Linked DNA regions of Mus musculus: regions 2 and 3 are each linked to region 1. The links are chromatin contacts, called in public Hi-C maps. All regions are on one chromosome and are shown on one strand. Each heading gives the region's core, a stretch centred on a gene start, on an enhancer-like site or on the middle of the called end of the contact. The rest is flanking DNA. Distances are from core to core; before and after follow the strand shown. Region 1 overlaps Nf1 (neurofibromin 1). Region 2 overlaps Ksr1 (kinase suppressor of ras 1). Region 3 holds the start of Rab11fip4os2 (RAB11 family interacting protein 4 (class II), opposite strand 2).

What was found. Hi-C and Micro-C count contacts between places; a contact is called where the count stands out from the background.
Region 2: a Hi-C map of embryonic fibroblasts shows a contact between it and region 1, with 4 times the contacts expected there. The contact joins two enhancer-like sites. A contact is called at or near these places in 2 of 39 promoter capture datasets (the C10 cell line and the SN4741 cell line), 3 of 15 datasets of contacts at CTCF or cohesin (the NIH/3T3 cell line and large pre-B cells), 28 of 484 Hi-C or Micro-C datasets (the C10 cell line, CD4 T cells, ECoMG-derived neutrophils and 21 more), 6 of 115 datasets of contacts at active chromatin or transcription factors (the HPC-7 cell line, T-cell acute lymphoblastic leukemia, embryonic limb bud and 2 more) and 1 of 9 other capture datasets (embryonic stem cells).
Region 3: a contact with region 1 is called in a Hi-C map of embryonic fibroblasts, with 3 times the contacts expected there. The contact joins the promoter of Rab11fip4os2 here to the enhancer-like site in region 1. A contact is called at or near these places in 2 of 39 promoter capture datasets (the C10 cell line and the HPC-7 cell line), 1 of 15 datasets of contacts at CTCF or cohesin (large pre-B cells), 13 of 484 Hi-C or Micro-C datasets (the HL-1 cell line, the HPC-7 cell line, Th1 cells and 7 more) and 3 of 115 datasets of contacts at active chromatin or transcription factors (embryonic stem cells and pancreatic cancer cells).

Annotation. Positions count from the first base shown.
Region 1 is chr11:79,411,555-79,416,533 of GRCm38.p6, reverse strand. Nf1 (neurofibromin 1) reads right to left here. Exons shown (of 58, transcript NM_010897.2): 9 at 4,865-4,979; 10 at 4,357-4,479; 11 at 3,776-3,850. Among named protein-coding and RNA genes, the nearest start is that of AU040972, 70 kb to the left of the region's middle. Within about 2 kb of position 2,598, at least 25 of the 459 cell types and tissues checked have an H3K27ac peak or open chromatin away from gene starts, as enhancers often do. A contact at or near this core is called in the HL-1 cell line, embryonic fibroblasts and pancreatic cancer cells, where this site is marked.
Region 2 is chr11:79,029,174-79,034,152 of GRCm38.p6, reverse strand. It overlaps Ksr1 (kinase suppressor of ras 1), which reads left to right. Exons shown (of 19, transcript NM_013571.3): 10 at 770-935. Gm11201 (predicted gene 11201) reads right to left here. Exons shown (of 6, transcript NR_045873.1): 4 at 3,420-3,506; 5 at 3,013-3,292; 6 at 1-1,710. Among named protein-coding and RNA genes, the nearest start is that of Gm11201, 8.1 kb to the right of the region's middle. Within about 2 kb of position 2,967, at least 118 of the 459 cell types and tissues checked have an H3K27ac peak or open chromatin away from gene starts, as enhancers often do. A contact at or near this core is called in embryonic fibroblasts, where this site is marked.
Region 3 is chr11:79,672,468-79,677,446 of GRCm38.p6, reverse strand. Rab11fip4os2 (RAB11 family interacting protein 4 (class II), opposite strand 2) reads left to right here and starts at 2,361. Exons shown (of 3, transcript NR_045898.2): 1 at 2,361-2,394; 2 at 2,968-3,114. All of the region lies in intron 3 of Rab11fip4 (RAB11 family interacting protein 4 (class II)), which reads right to left.

The sequences.
Region 1 (4,979 bases), core at 1,349-3,848:
GCAGAAATCAATAAACTAAATAGACAAGCATCTCCTTTAATATCTTATCAAACTACTGGGAGTGGGGGGTTGCTATTTTCAGTTTTGGTTTAGTTTACATCTGTTTGGTTTTTGACACATGTTCTTGCTGGAATTCACTATGTTGTCCAAACTGGTCTAGAACCTGTGATTCTCCTGCCTCAGCCTCTTAAATGCTAGAACTACAAGCATAAGCCACCACAACCACCTTACTATGTAATCATTTTTGATAACTGCAAAACTGTACCACAGTAATATGTATGCACTATTGTACTGGCTAGTTTTATGTGTCAACTTGACACAGGCTGAGGTTATCACAGAGAAAGGAGGTTCAGTTGGGGAAGTAAGTGTCTCCATGAGATCCAACTGTAAGGCATTTTCTCAATTAGTGATCAAGGGGGAAGGTCCCCTTGTAGGTGGGACCATCTCTGGGCTGGCAGTCTTAGGTTCTATAAGAGAGCAGGCTGAGCAAGCCAGGGGAAGCAAGCCAATAAGTAACATCCCTCCATGGTCTCTGCATCAGCTCCTGCTTCCTGACCTGCTTGAGTTCCAGTCCTGACTTCCTTTAGTGATGAACAGCAGTATGGAAGTGTAAGCTGAATAAACCCTTTCCTCCCCAACTTGCTTCTTGGTCATGATGTTTGTGCAGGAATAGAAACCCTAACTAAGACAACTATATATTAACTTTTAGACTTAAGATTTAAAATTTTTTATAATTTTCTATTTTCATAAGGAATTAATTCATTTATTTCAAAGTAAAGGCTATATTCTCAAATAAAATAGGCACTAAAGATTAGACATCCCTGAGTTAATAAAACTTTAGTGTTTTAGTCAGTTACTAAGTGTGTGCATTCTGAAACTAGTCAATGAAATAGACATTTCCCCTTAACAATAGTTTATTAAAAATATTAAGACTAATATAAGTGAATTATGTACATTCCTCAAGGTTATTTAAATAATTTTCAAGTACCCTAGAAATACTTCTTTAACCATCTCTTGCCAGAGATTACCTTCAATATATGAACTATTAAAAGGCAAACTACAATAAACTGCTACAAGAAAAAAATCTGCAATGAACTACTGTCCTATCTGTAGCATGTTGACTTACATGTATATTTTTAAAATTTCCTAGCTGCACATCTAATTTAACCTTTAAAAAGCCTATAAAGATGATACAGATGTAATATAGATCTTAAAACTATAGTTTCTCTCTTAGTGCACATCATTTTCAAAAAGTGACAGTATAAATACCACTTTAGAAACTACTAAAAAAAAAATTACCACTGCATCAAAATTCAAATAGTGAATAGACTTTAAGAATCTCTAAAAGAAATTGGAATGTTTTAGATTTAAACATAGTACTTATAAATTGTGTATGAGGACATCTCACAGAAGCAATATAAAACTCCAAACATAATTTCTCATTCTATATAAACCCACAAAAAGATTACAACTTTTATCTTTTAGGAGAACATAATAATTTTTTAAAGCTGTAAACTGGCTTAGTAGACATGGAAAAGGTGCGCTGAGGAGGTATACTGAACCAAAGCATTTAAAAAGAAAATATATACCAACAAATTAAAGATCTAGACTCCATGAATCTAGGAAAGAATTCATATTACTTGAAAACAAACATTTTCCTACTAAAAGTTTCCAGTAAAACTCTATAAAACTCAACTGTATAAATCTGCATATTTACTGTTACAGTCTTTAACAATTAAAAGTACTTTAAAGTCAGTATTTTTTGGCCTCAAGTCTTGGTAGTGTGGACTCTAATAAAACACAATTTACTCAGCAATCTCTAAGGATGAGGTATAACTAAAGTATAACTGAAAGTCACTTTGGAAGCTGGGTACAGTAGCTCAGTCCTTTAACCCCACCACTCAGGAGGCAGATGGAGCTCTCTGAGTTTAAGGCCTGCCTGGTCTACATAGTTTCAGACCGTCTAAAACTACATGGTGAGACCTTGTCTCAAGAAACAAACAAACAAAAAGTCACATTGGCATTATCTGAGTTGTTTACAAGCTATTCCACTCAACAGATGTTGATGTATTTAAAGACTAGTCAGTATGGGTGCTTTATATACAAATGTCCCCGGATGCAGACACACTCTGCCTTCATACATGCAGCACTCCTCAGAAAGGGGAGAACACGCTTTCACCAGGCACACAGACGGACGGAGGCATGCAGGAACTAACACTCCAGGCATGCTTGAAACCCAGAAAGAAGCAGCTCAGCCACTTACAGCAGTGCCAAGTCCATGCTTGAAAGTGCTCTATGTATTCAATTATAGACAAAAATATTTCACAATTAAAGTAACTAATCACAGAATATCCAAAGACTATAAACTTGGATTTATTAAATGTTAACCATTCATATAAAGTTATCTAATTAAGTGGAATACTTTCAATATTTTGAATCAAGGTAGGCAACTAGTATTTTGGAATTACATATAAACTTATGGGATAGGAAAATCATCTTTTTTGTTGTTTTTTAAATTTAAAACTAAAGCTTAGAATGAGTCAATGTGCTGAGTCAATGAGACGATGGCCTGAGTCATTACACTGGCAAATGTACAGGTTTTGATATAAACATATTCTATCTACACTTAGATTCACAATACTATCCTCATTGGAACTAACTGGATTAAGTGTAACTTATACCTCTATCAGTGATATTCAAATGAGGGCTGTATTATTCCTAAGCATTTAGTTGTTCATAATGCAGGAGATAGAGCGTGGTTGCCGTTTCATGAATGATGGATGTCCTGCAAGGCCAGGCTAAAACAGAGACCCAACATCCTAAAATGCTACTAGCACTCCACCAAGCAAAATGAGTATGTCACTAAGTAGCTTGATCAGCAGTTATTTTCCCCTGCAAAAATACCTTTAAAAAAGAGTAATGTTAGGTTTAATTTGATAATTCCAAGGCAAATAAAGGAATGGGTATTATTTTAATTCACAAGTCATAACAGAATTTAGAAGTAAGACAAATACTCCAAAGTATTAGTCATCAAAGACTTTAAGGGAGGAAAAAAAGAAACAAAGTGAACAAGTTACTCATAAGTGTATCATATCTGCCAATGTGTAAAAGTAGTACTAAGAAAAACATACATGACTAAGAATGTCCATACATGGAGATTTTAAATTCTGCAGTCCACATCTACTACTACCTTCCTGTCTGCTTTCCATTTAGTACACACACAGCACAAATACCTCTAATGAAGTCAGCTATTTTCTCTGAAATGCTTTTGTCTCTTGTGGTATTTATTTTAAAGCATGTGTTTTATTCTAATTAAGGGGATGAAAAGGTAAAATCAAATGAAGCTTCACCATTTTAAATGCCCATAGCTAGGCTGTACTACAATTACTCTTCCTTCCAACTTAACAAAGATAGTAAGAAAGAAAGCACTAAATTGTTTTTCAGTGGCATTGTTCTCAACAGATTTTGAACTTTAAATGACACTTTGTAGGCTTATTCCTTACAAAAGATTCTATTAACTCCATCCCTCTCACTAAAAGCCTCAGGTAGAGACTGAATATACAGCTGCAGCTGGACATCAACTGCTCGTGGGATCATCTTAGGGAAGCTCTGCTTTACAGAAAGGTCTAAGTTCAGAACAGTTGATAAAACCAGAATCTTCCTTAAAAAGAAAAGAACATATAACCCAAATCAACAAAGAGACCTTTACTTGTTAGTAGTACAGTACTAGCTTTTACTTTACTTGTTAGTAGTACAGTACTAGCTTTAGACTTACATTGGTGATGATGCGGTGCAGTGAGTTTACCAACACATAGTGAAATGTAGAAGGTGAATTCTGAGCCAGGCAGATCTGCCAAAAAAAAAAAAAAAAAAAAAAAAAAAAAAAGTACATTAACAAACAGAGAGAAAAAAACAGCAAAAAGTAAGTTACTTTCAATAAAATAAATTTAAGGTGTTGAAATTAACATCAAGAATTAGAGTTAAGAAATATTAGTAAGAGGCTAGAAAGATATCTCAGAGTTTAAGACCAATGACTGCTCTTTAAAACGATCTAGGTTCAGTTCCCAGCACTCACACACAGCAGTTCACAATTGTCTAGAACTACAGTTCCAGGGGACACAATGCCATCTTCTGGCCTCCGTCACCCCCATACACATACATGGTGCACAGATATAAATGCAGCTAAAACATCCAGATGCATGAAATAAAAATAAATCTTTTAAAAAAAAGAAACACTAATGAAAGTACACCTATTCATCTTTATAGTTTCTGCATTTTATAGAGATAACCACATCAATATTATGTTATATAATACATATATATAATATGCATGGTTATATAAAACAACGATCTGACCTTAAAGTGTTGGTTGTTGTGAGGGCTTATCCGAAAGCAAGAGACAAGACAGTCAATCATGAGGTCCACATCTGCAGGCTGACTGCCTCTAGAGAATGGTTTACTTGGATTAAAAAGCAGGTTCTATAAAAATCCCAATAGAAAACAATGGCCTTTAAATAGTCATGAAGTATTTACTTAACAAGGAATATAAACATAATCAACATTAGTCACATTGATTATAATAAACTTTAGTCGCCGGAAAAAGCACTAAATACTGGTTACTATAGTCTATCGATATCATCTACGATCCAAGCATCTATCTATACATTAAGGAAACCCAGTGCATATCAGTCTTCCTGTTCTCAGTCTAATGAGCACAGTAACAACAAAAGCAGGTCCTCTGAACACAACATCTAAGTTAACTCAAAATTTAGAGTTAGCAATTATCTTCAGCAGAATATTTATACAAGAAGGTTATCCACTTAATTTTCTTAAAGTCTATAGAAGGGAAAGAACAGCATATTACCTTAAGATCAACTACCATGGACTGAACCAGTAGGAAAATGACAGAATTATCTTCCCAGTTGATGTAAGTACTTGCTTTACACAACTTGACACAAGCAATGGCAGCACTCTCAGTC
Region 2 (4,979 bases), core at 1,718-4,217, 380 kb after region 1:
TGGTCTGAAACTCACTTTATGGCCAAGGCTGACTTTAAGCTTCTGAGCCTCCTGCCTCAACTTCCTCCTGAAGCACTACGCCCAGTTTATGCGGGGCTGAGATCAAAACCAGACCTGGGGCAAGCATCACACCAGCTGAACCACATTGCCAGTCCTCAGTTCTGGAATTCTTAACTCTTCGAGACAGCGGACAACATTGGCCCAAGCTGTGGCCTCTTCCGGAGTTTTGTGGGGTTTTCTGAGTTCCTTGACACTAGGACAAGATCACAAAACCACAGACTCGATTTGCTTCCTGCCGAGGGGCCTGAAGCTGCATAAATGTTGGTCACAATATAAATTCACTTCATTAAGAAGGTGCCCAGCTCAAAGCCAGGCGGGTGCTGGGGCGGGAGAGATGGTCAAACCACCCTCGGCTGTCAGAAGCTGACATAGGGTCCGTTACGGTGCCTGGGTGCGGAAATGCTGAGCACTGTGGAAGGATGAAGAGGAAGAGTATAGTTCAGGCAGGCTTCAGGCAGGCTTCTGGGGAGAAGAAGGAACTGCAATGAGAAAGATGGGCAGGAATCCTTTAGGAGAGGGTCTCTTAAGTGTCCTTCCATCGTATATTAGTCCCAGATAATCTTGGGGCTTCAGAATGGGCCCCCAAGGATCTCCTGTTCCAACCTCCACCTGTAGAGATGGAGGGGGTGGAAGGAGGGCGGGCGCCCCAGGTGGCAGAGGCTGAGTTGAGCTTGCAGCCTTGCTCATCTCCGCATCTCTGGCCTTGCAGGAGCACCCTCCAGCCATGAACCTGGACTCCAGCAGCAACCCATCCTCCACCACGTCCTCCACACCCTCATCGCCGGCACCTTTCCTGACCTCATCTAATCCCTCCAGTGCCACCACGCCTCCCAACCCGTCACCTGGCCAGCGGGACAGCAGGTTCAGCTTCCCAGGTACCACACCTCTGGGCTTTTCTGGGTCCCGAGGGATACCTTCAGATCTCTCCCCATCTCCCCCGAGAGCTGAGTCGGCAGAGCATCTGCTGAGCATAGGATTAATGCACTTCATACAGATGAGGACGCTGGGGTTAAGGAAGGAGGAGTGGCTGGCCCAGCAATGTACACAGAGCCTGGCTTCTTAGGATGACCCGGGATGCCAGCCTGGGCTTGGCGTAGTTTCTGCCCGGCATCATCCTCTCTCAGAGCTGATGTCTGAACTTGAGAGTGTCGTGATAGGCAGCAGGGAGCAAGAAACCTACAGTGCATCTGTTGCATACCCAGTTCTGTGCCTGGGTCTAGCTACGCAAAGACGATCTCACATCCCTTCCTGTGCCACCCAGAGACCATAGGGAATTAAAATAAGGTGGTCACCACTGAGCAGGTGAGGATTCCGGGCCCTGGGGCAACCCTGGAGGAGCAGAGCTGAGCCCAGCTGCCCTCAGAAGCTATGCTCAGATCCCGGTTGCCCCGGAACTGCTGGAAGAGGCCAGGATTGCATTCCTGTCTTACCATTGGTTCTGGTCAGCCACACTGGGCTGCCCTGTCTCCAGGGTGCAGAGCAAGGCCCACTTACCTACATGGCACTTAGCTGTCACCTTGGCAAGAGATGTCAAACCTCAGTCCTGGGCTTATCTGGTCTTTAGTCCTAATGGGAAATGCTGCACAGTGATGTTCCTGTTTGTTGTAGCCCACAGGATCCAGATCAGTCCCATCACTGGTTCCTAGAATTCTAAGCCCAGAAAGACAAGAGTACCACCACACCCCTCAACCCTTCACCTGGCTAATGAGACCGACACTAACCCTATATACAGCCAGCAGCTGGCCAAGCAGCCTCTGGCCCATTGGGGACTTTGGGACTTCTCTTGGGGGTGGCAAGGGGTAGGACTCTTCCGTCCCTTGTTCTTGTGCCTTCCTTAATATGCATGTGGCTGGATTGCTCCTAACAGTGCAGTGAAGTTTGTGCCCTGCGTACCACCCCACCCTCTGGTTTAACACAGCCACAGCCCCTGGATTCACTTCCTTTCCTGTTGCTCTGCCTTTACTCTCTGAACAAGTTCTGTTTGCTAAACCATCTAGTTTGGGTTTTCCACAGAAGGGCCAGTTTGAAAAGCAAGGGACACACACACAAAAAAAAGTCTTTTTTATTATATTGATCGGACCCTTTCCACTAACACAGATGACCCATAAAGGAGATGGGTTTCCTTCATCCCTTATGCAGAAGTGTCACCTTCTCCATGATCATAGTGGACTCACAGACAGATCCCTAGGGAACTGAGAAGGCTTGAACCCCTCCCACCACCTACCTGTCCTGTGCTGTCCAGGATCCTCATAGCTGTCCTGCACAGGAAAGCCTGGGCAAGCTCATATATCTCCCTTGTTCAATAAGGCACTGAGGGGTTAACTGCCTCCTCAGTCCCCAGAGCCTTAGCATGGAGTAGAGCCGAGGTTGGACTCTCCTAGAGTTCCAACTTCTTGCAAGGCCAAGGCAGGAGAATGGGGCCCATGTGTTTGAAACCAGCCCAAGCAAGATAGCAAGCATCTCAAAAACATAAGCAAGTGGTATGTCATGGTTCTAAGTCTGGAATCACAGCACTTAGCCCGATCCAGAACTCAGGCAGTGAGGTTAAGCTGTTTCCGGGCGGGGCCAGACTGAAGGGAACGAGGCTTTTCTGCACACACCATTGAACCTTGTCAAAGCCACTGATCTCCCTACTCTACCTGAGCCTCCTGACTCAAGGACATCTTTCTAGAATAAACCTGGTCCGAGCTTTTCCCCCATGCGCACTGGCCAGGGCTGTGCGGCTAGGGAACCACCGAGCTGGTGTGCTGCCGCCCCATCTCTAGTGCAGCATCACCACTCGGGGCTATCCACGCCCCGACTCTCTCCTAATTTGGGTCTCTTTCCTGGATGGCTCCACCTTTTCTCACCAGAGCCCCTGGGGCAGAGCCGCCTAAGCCAATAACCAGTGCCTGCTCCCCCCAAGCCCACGCCCCCCCTCCTCCCGCGCTGCCTGTGCACTGTGTGACTCACCTCCTCTTCTGTTTAAAGCTGCCTACTTCATTCATCATAGACAGCAGTTTATCTTCCCAGGTGAGTCTTCTGCGTGGGTCCACTAACTGCCCCTTGCTGGGACCCTCTCCTTCCCGCCGGGTGCCTTCTCCCCACACGTTTGAGTCCACTGCAGCTAGGCAAGAGGTTGCGAAGTCCTGGAGGTGTGGACCTTCATGTGGGCAGTACCTTGCTGGATGGGACTCTGGAGTCTGTCCATCCTCCCTAGTCTTTTACAGGGAACTGGTTCAGGGTCACACTGCTGTGAAGTGATAAGAGACAGATAAGAAAGCAGAACTCACACATTTGCAGAATGAGGGAGAGGAACTGCTTGCTGATGGTGCCTGGTGAATAATGAACAAGGCAAAGCCAATTAGGGAGAGTCTTACAGGCATTGGCATCTGTCAGCTGGCTTTGCCTTTCCCAGCCTTAACACACAGCGCCCCCTGCTGGCCGTCACTGGAACTACCTTCTCACTGCAGAAAGTTTGAAGAAAAAAAACTTTCATTCAATAAGGCATGGATTGATTCCCTCCTACAAAAAAAAAAAATCTATTTTTGCACACCTGTGCATTTGGCCATACTTCTTCACCTTCTGTCTGTATAGGATCAATGCTTTTCTCCTCCCGCTGGAAATACAGTATTTCCACACAGTGGGCTTTAGCTGACTCTAATAGTCTTTTTTTTCCTCTGGTTTGCCAAGACTGGAAGACTCAGTATTTGGGTATTCCAGGCCTTTCTATCTCCCAGATCAGCTCCATTCAGGAACTGAGTTGGAGCATTTGGCAACCCTTATCCCTGTAACGCTACTTGGGTGTGATCGCCAGCTGTCACAGCTTGGGAGATCCGCCCCTTTTGTATGATCCCCTACCTCCCAAGAGCCTTCCTAGTTACCATCTCTAGGCTATGTATACTAGTGTTCCTCCCCAACCGAGGAGCCACAGTGCTTTTTCCTGAATGGCCTGTTTTGTCCTGAAGGTGGGCGTAGAGCCCCATATACCAGTTGTAACAGGGACAGGTAGGAACAGACTGCACAATGTACTCTTAGCTTCCAAGAGCAGGTGTGAGGCTTCCCAGACGTCCGCCCACACCCCCACTTCCTACACTTCATCTAAGGCATGTGTAGCTTCTGGAATGTTCTGAGCACGTGTGGACATGCTGGCCTGGTAGTCTAGAGGCCATTATAGCGGTAGCCGGAGAGGCTGGAGATGTTTCTGAGGCCCGTGGACTCCCAACACTGACCAGGATGTCAGGCACATGTGTGCGTGCCCCGTTAAGAAGGCCCACAGCTTCTGTCAGAGTTTGGTTCCGCGGGCTGAGAAGGAAGGTTTTTGTCCGGGCAGGGGAGGGACTACTGACAGCTTGAGCAGTTTCTACTAACTGATCCTCTTTGTTGAAAGAGGGGAGCACTGACCCCTACCACCACTCTTCATGTAGCACTTCGCCTCCACTTTTGAGGGGACCATCTATTTCTGGTGCCCTAGAGGCGGGTCTTTATGCTACAACTAGACTACCTAGGGTCAGGGGTCAGCCTCAGCTGCCTGGCCTGGAGCCTCCTGGTACACAGACTGAATTCCCTCATCTTACCCAGAGCTATGGCACTAGCCACCCAATTGGGTGACCCGCAGCTATATACCGGATGTCGGTATCACAGGTGTTATCAGGTGCCATAGAGCTGCCGGCTCTGCCACTAGCTAGGCAAAGGGGGTCCCTACTTTAAAAAGTGACAGCTAGCCCTGCTTCCTACCAGAGGTAGTAGTGTTAGCTTTTGTCACTTGCAGAATCATTTGGGCCCAGGGCATTGGTATTAATTATTGGGGTCTCTCTAGAGTCACTCACGTGGAGCCTCTGCCAGGGGCAGCGATGTAGACCAAAGGCTGTAGACTGAGTCTGTGGCAGCTTACAGAACGCAGTAAGCTCCTGGTGGAAGTGGCCTGAGGAGCAGCGGCA
Region 3 (4,979 bases), core at 1,112-3,611, 260 kb before region 1:
CCGGTTGGAGCACATGTCTACACCCTGCATCTCCCGTGGTGCCCAGGACCTGTCCCGAGAGCCGGTAGAGCAGGAAACCGGTACCCGAGGAGACTGACTTTCTACTGAGAAATATGGATGCTCAGAGCAGTTTCTGAGTTTCTAGCTTGCAGAACTCTTCTTTCTTGTCCTGATCACCAGTGGGGTGTGTGTGTGTGTCTGTGGTGTGTGTGTGTGTGTGTGTGTGTGTGCGCGTGTGTGTGTCTGCGTGCACAGGGAGAAGGGGAGGTCATCACGCAGTTGCCCTGGCATTGAGTACACAGGTCCAAGCCAGGAGCTTACAGAGGCCTCCTCAGAGTCTGCACAGAAAGGCTACGGCTGGTCTTTAAGGAAGCTTCAGGAAGGCAGTATCCTCAGCAGGCAGTATGGCTCTTTGTGGCCCCATCTAGCCTCCCAGGGCTCTGTCCCTGAGGGCGCAGAGGTGCGCGCTACATACAGAGTTCTTGTCCTTCTGGGCCACAGGGACTATACTCCCATGAGCCACCCTGGCTTGCTTGTGTCCAAACTCAGGGACACCTTCTTCCCCAACCTTGGGGTCCACGGGGTGATGGAAGATAAAGTAGATATAGTGTGCCCCTGTGTAAACCCAGGGGACCTCTGTGGCTAGGACTGCTGGAGGGCACAGCTCTGGAGCCTGGCAGTTAGTCCTGGTAGACTCAGCTGCTCATTAAGTCCTGTGTTCCTGGACAAGACTCTACCTCCACAAGGCCCTGGGATTTCCCCTAGAGAGCAGGGACTGTCATTTTTGCCTGAGAGGCTGCATGACAAGTACCAGTTGGCAGCTATGAAAGCTTAAAGAAGTCAGACCTGGCGTGGAGAGAGACTGGAGGCTGTCTGCTCAGGGACCAGGTTGTCTCACCTGCCATAGGTCCTTGGCTGGTCAGCTAGCAAGAGCCTGACAGATATATATGGTTGGGCCTGGGGAATAATTCCAAGGACAGGGATTACTGGAGACAGTACTGAGCCCAAGTCCCAGGAAATAGGACCCAGCTACATCCCCGGAGTGCCCCCACCTCCATGTTTCCACTTAGTCTTCTCATCTAGGGATGAACAAAGCCGGCTCTAACTGGAAGTGGTTGCCAGAAGGCACACAGGCTGCCCAGGCAGCCCCTCTTCAGCCTCTCTAAGAGCTGTGTTCCCCCGTCAGAAGGTCCCACGGTCACCCTTTCCTCTGTAAGAAGTTGGAAAGGGCTGAATTCAAGGGCTGCTGAAAAGACCCAGTATCAGTACACGTGCTGGGCTGTCCAAGCCTCAGAGAGGCTCACAAGGGCCCACTGTCCCCGCTGTGCAGGCAGGAGGTACAGCAGGACCCAAACCAAACAGCTTCATTTGGTATTTACCCTCATCCACCTAGGGGGGTGGGGGTGGCAGAGGGGGAATCTCAAGGTCACACACCCTAGGTTTCCTGGCAGCGAAACAAAGATGAACAGAGAACACAGGCGGTACAGAGTGGCTACGTATTTCCATTCCCTACAAGGGCAGAGAGGGTGAAGTGGTGGCCACAGGGAGGTCTACATCCTGACCCTCAGCAGCTAGCACTCCAGGAGCGCATGACTGAGCACGGCCTGAATCAAACTGCACTGCGCCACAGGACCTGGACGACCATCCAAGGAGCATCTAAGGCAGTGTTTCTCAGTCCTCCTGACGCTTAAAACCGTTTAAAACGCAGTTCCTCATGCTGTAGCAACCCCCAACCATAAGGTGATTTTGTTGCTACTTCAGAACTGTAATCTTGCTACTGTTATGGATCAAAATGCAAGCGTCTGTCATTTCTGATGGCCTTAGGTGGCCCCCGTGGAAGGGTCGTTTGGAAACCCAGGAGGTTGCGACCCACAGCTTGAGAACCACTCACTGACTCACTGATCTAAGAGTTTGTTGTGGCCGCTGTCCAGCGGCGTGACCGCTGGATGAGGTGTTTCATCTCTGAGCATCCTCGATGCATACACGTGACCAGGATTGTCAGAGGATCTAATTAAGGACAATGGCTCACTGTCTGAGGACACTGAAAACATGACAGAGAGATGGTGGGCGTTGGGGACATGATCTAGAGTGGGTTCCAGTCGCACTCCACTACATATGAGCACTGTGGCCTGTAGGTTACTGAACTACCCTACCCAGTGCCTCAGTTCCCTCACCTCCACAGCTGAGCTAACCATAACTGGAGTTCAGTGAACTGGCAACTGTTCTAAGTAATTGTTCTTAGAATGCATGGGAAGGGCTTCGTGAGCGATTACTGTCATTAGTAGGTTAAGGGACGGTCTCCAGGGCCACACCTGAGCATTCCGAATTCTATCCAAGCCCGGGGAGGCTTCCCTCTGACTGACCCCTCGGTGATACACTGGGGTGGACAGAGAGGTAGGCTGAGCTCTAGGAGGCCAAGTTAGGTTTTCCTCCCTGCACCAGGGTCCTCTCATGCCCACTGCCTTGGCAGGTCTGCCTGCACATTAGTCACAGCCTGTAATAAGTGTTAAGATGAGATGTTGCCTGGAGAAGGGAGTCCAGGAGGCCCTGAGGTGCGGGCTCATCCACCCCCAGCTCTGGCAACAGGCTCCACTCCGCAGGCGGTGACTTGGAGCCAAAGCGCAGCTCTGTGGGGACAGGGCTGGGTAAAAATAGCCTGGGCGGGCACATCTCAGCTTCCCTTGAAAACCAGGCACCCGTGGGTACACGTGGATCTCCCCACTGTAGGGAAGGGGCTGTAAGTGGGCACAGGCCAACAATGGAATCTCTTGTGTGTGTGGCCAGTCAATACCCTGGAGACATGGAACAGACCAGGGTCATGATGGGTTTTTCCTTTGGGTGGCAGGAACCTCCCCTCGAGGAGGGGCTCCAGGTCCCAACACCCCAAATTCAAAGAGGGTGGGCTAGGACTGCCTACAGTGACACACACCCTCATGACCCCCCCATACTTGGCTGTTTTTTTCACAGAGACATGACGACCATGGTGGCTGTGAAGCAATCCTGACAGTAACTGACTTCCCCTGGGGCTGCCAACCCTGCTATACACACACTGACCGGATGCTTGTCAGTGGCTGCCTGGTGCCAATCAAAGGTCAAAGGTGGGATCAAGTTAAGGTTAGCATCCAAGCAAAAGACCAGAACCTTGACCTACCTCCAAGTCCAAGGGAACCCACAGGAGAACTGGTCACTCTGCTATCTCCATTGCTCTGAGAGTAGCCTTAACCTGTGAGATCGAAGCTCTATGGCCCTGGGCTTCCTATTTTGGTGCAGGAGGCGAAGGTTTAGAAGGCAGGACAGACTACCATGTTTCTTCCCAGACCTACCCCACCTGCACCACGCCAAGAATGGCAGCCAGGGCAGGGTTTGGTCCCTGGGCTCCAAGTCTACTCCTGAACCCCCGATGAGTCTCACCTTAGGTCAAGACAACCCCTCAGCAGGAGCCCTCAGGTGACAATCTCTGTGCAGATATTCCAATGTTAACCTCAGTTGGAACTCAGTTGCAACTCGTCTGAGGACAGGGCCGGGGAGGGGGGAAGGGCGCCGCAGCAACAATAGATGCTTCCTCTTTGGTTTCAAGTCATGCCGGGATTTCTCAGGCCTCTAGTGCTATTTACACAGACCATGGGCACACAGACCTAGCCAACCACTGCCTGTGGAAGCCCACACAGCTTTTCATCCCAACTTCAACTGCCTCCCAGGTCCCACACCGGTCTTAACTCCCACCTGCTGACAGGAAATGGCAGAGATTAGGTGAAGATAGCACACTGTAGCTCCCAGAAAAACTTAGAAAGGAGACATCAAACAGCCCAGAGCAGAGCCGAGATCTGTTCCAAAAGGTCTGGAGGCATGAGCAGTGTTAAGGGATCTAAAGAGCCAAGTCCACAGAGAGGGGCTGGCGTAAGGTACAGCACCAAGAAGGAGGGTCTGAGGTAGACCTGGGCAGCGCAGCTCTGACTGACAAGCATGTCCAACTGCCCAGAAGGCTGCGGCTCAGCCAGTGCCCAAGCTGGAAACCAATCAATACCTAGGCAGACCTTTGACCGAGATTCCTGTGCCTTTGACCAAGGGCCTACTGACAGAGAAGAGAAAGAAGTTGCCCACATTGTTGGCCAGGGCCTGTTTGGTGCTGCCAAGGGACTGGCTGCTGCTCCTGTGTGAGCATGCAGGTGAGCAGGGGCCCTACTGCCAAGCCACACCCCTTACCACCACAGCAACCGAGAGAAAGCTGGCAGGGCCACACAGTCTCAGAAGTACTTCAAGGGGTAGGAGGCACTTAAAAATGACGGAGGACCCACTTACCAAGATGTAGCCCTCCTACGAATTTGTGCATCTTTTACAAGTTTCAAAATACATACAGAAAACTTCAGAGGACTGAGAGCGAGAGTTTCCCTCCTCTGGGGGGGATGGAGCAGGCAATGGTGGATCAGAGGAAAGATAGGTGGGAATACCTCCAACCTGACCGTGCTCACACAGCACACTTCCCAACACCTGCCACGAGAATAAAGCCAGCAGATGAGAGGCTGATGGGACTCTGTATACTTGCACAGTACCAGACACACACACACACACACACACACACACATACATACACACATACACACACACACATACACACACACACATACATACACACACACACACACATACACACACACACACACACACACACACACATACACACACACATACACACACATACATACACACACACACACATACACATACACACACACACACATATACACACACACACATATACACACACACACACACATATACACACACATACACACACACACACACACACACACACTGCAGACCACAGGAAAGCTCAGAAACCCCCTCAAGTCTTTGAGCACTGAGCAGGCTACTGTTCCTTTAACACAGTAATCAGACAGCATCATTAATGGAAAGACAGACACTGGCCGGTGTCCTCCCAAGGGGGCCCACAGCAGGAGGTACCACCAGTTACATGTCAC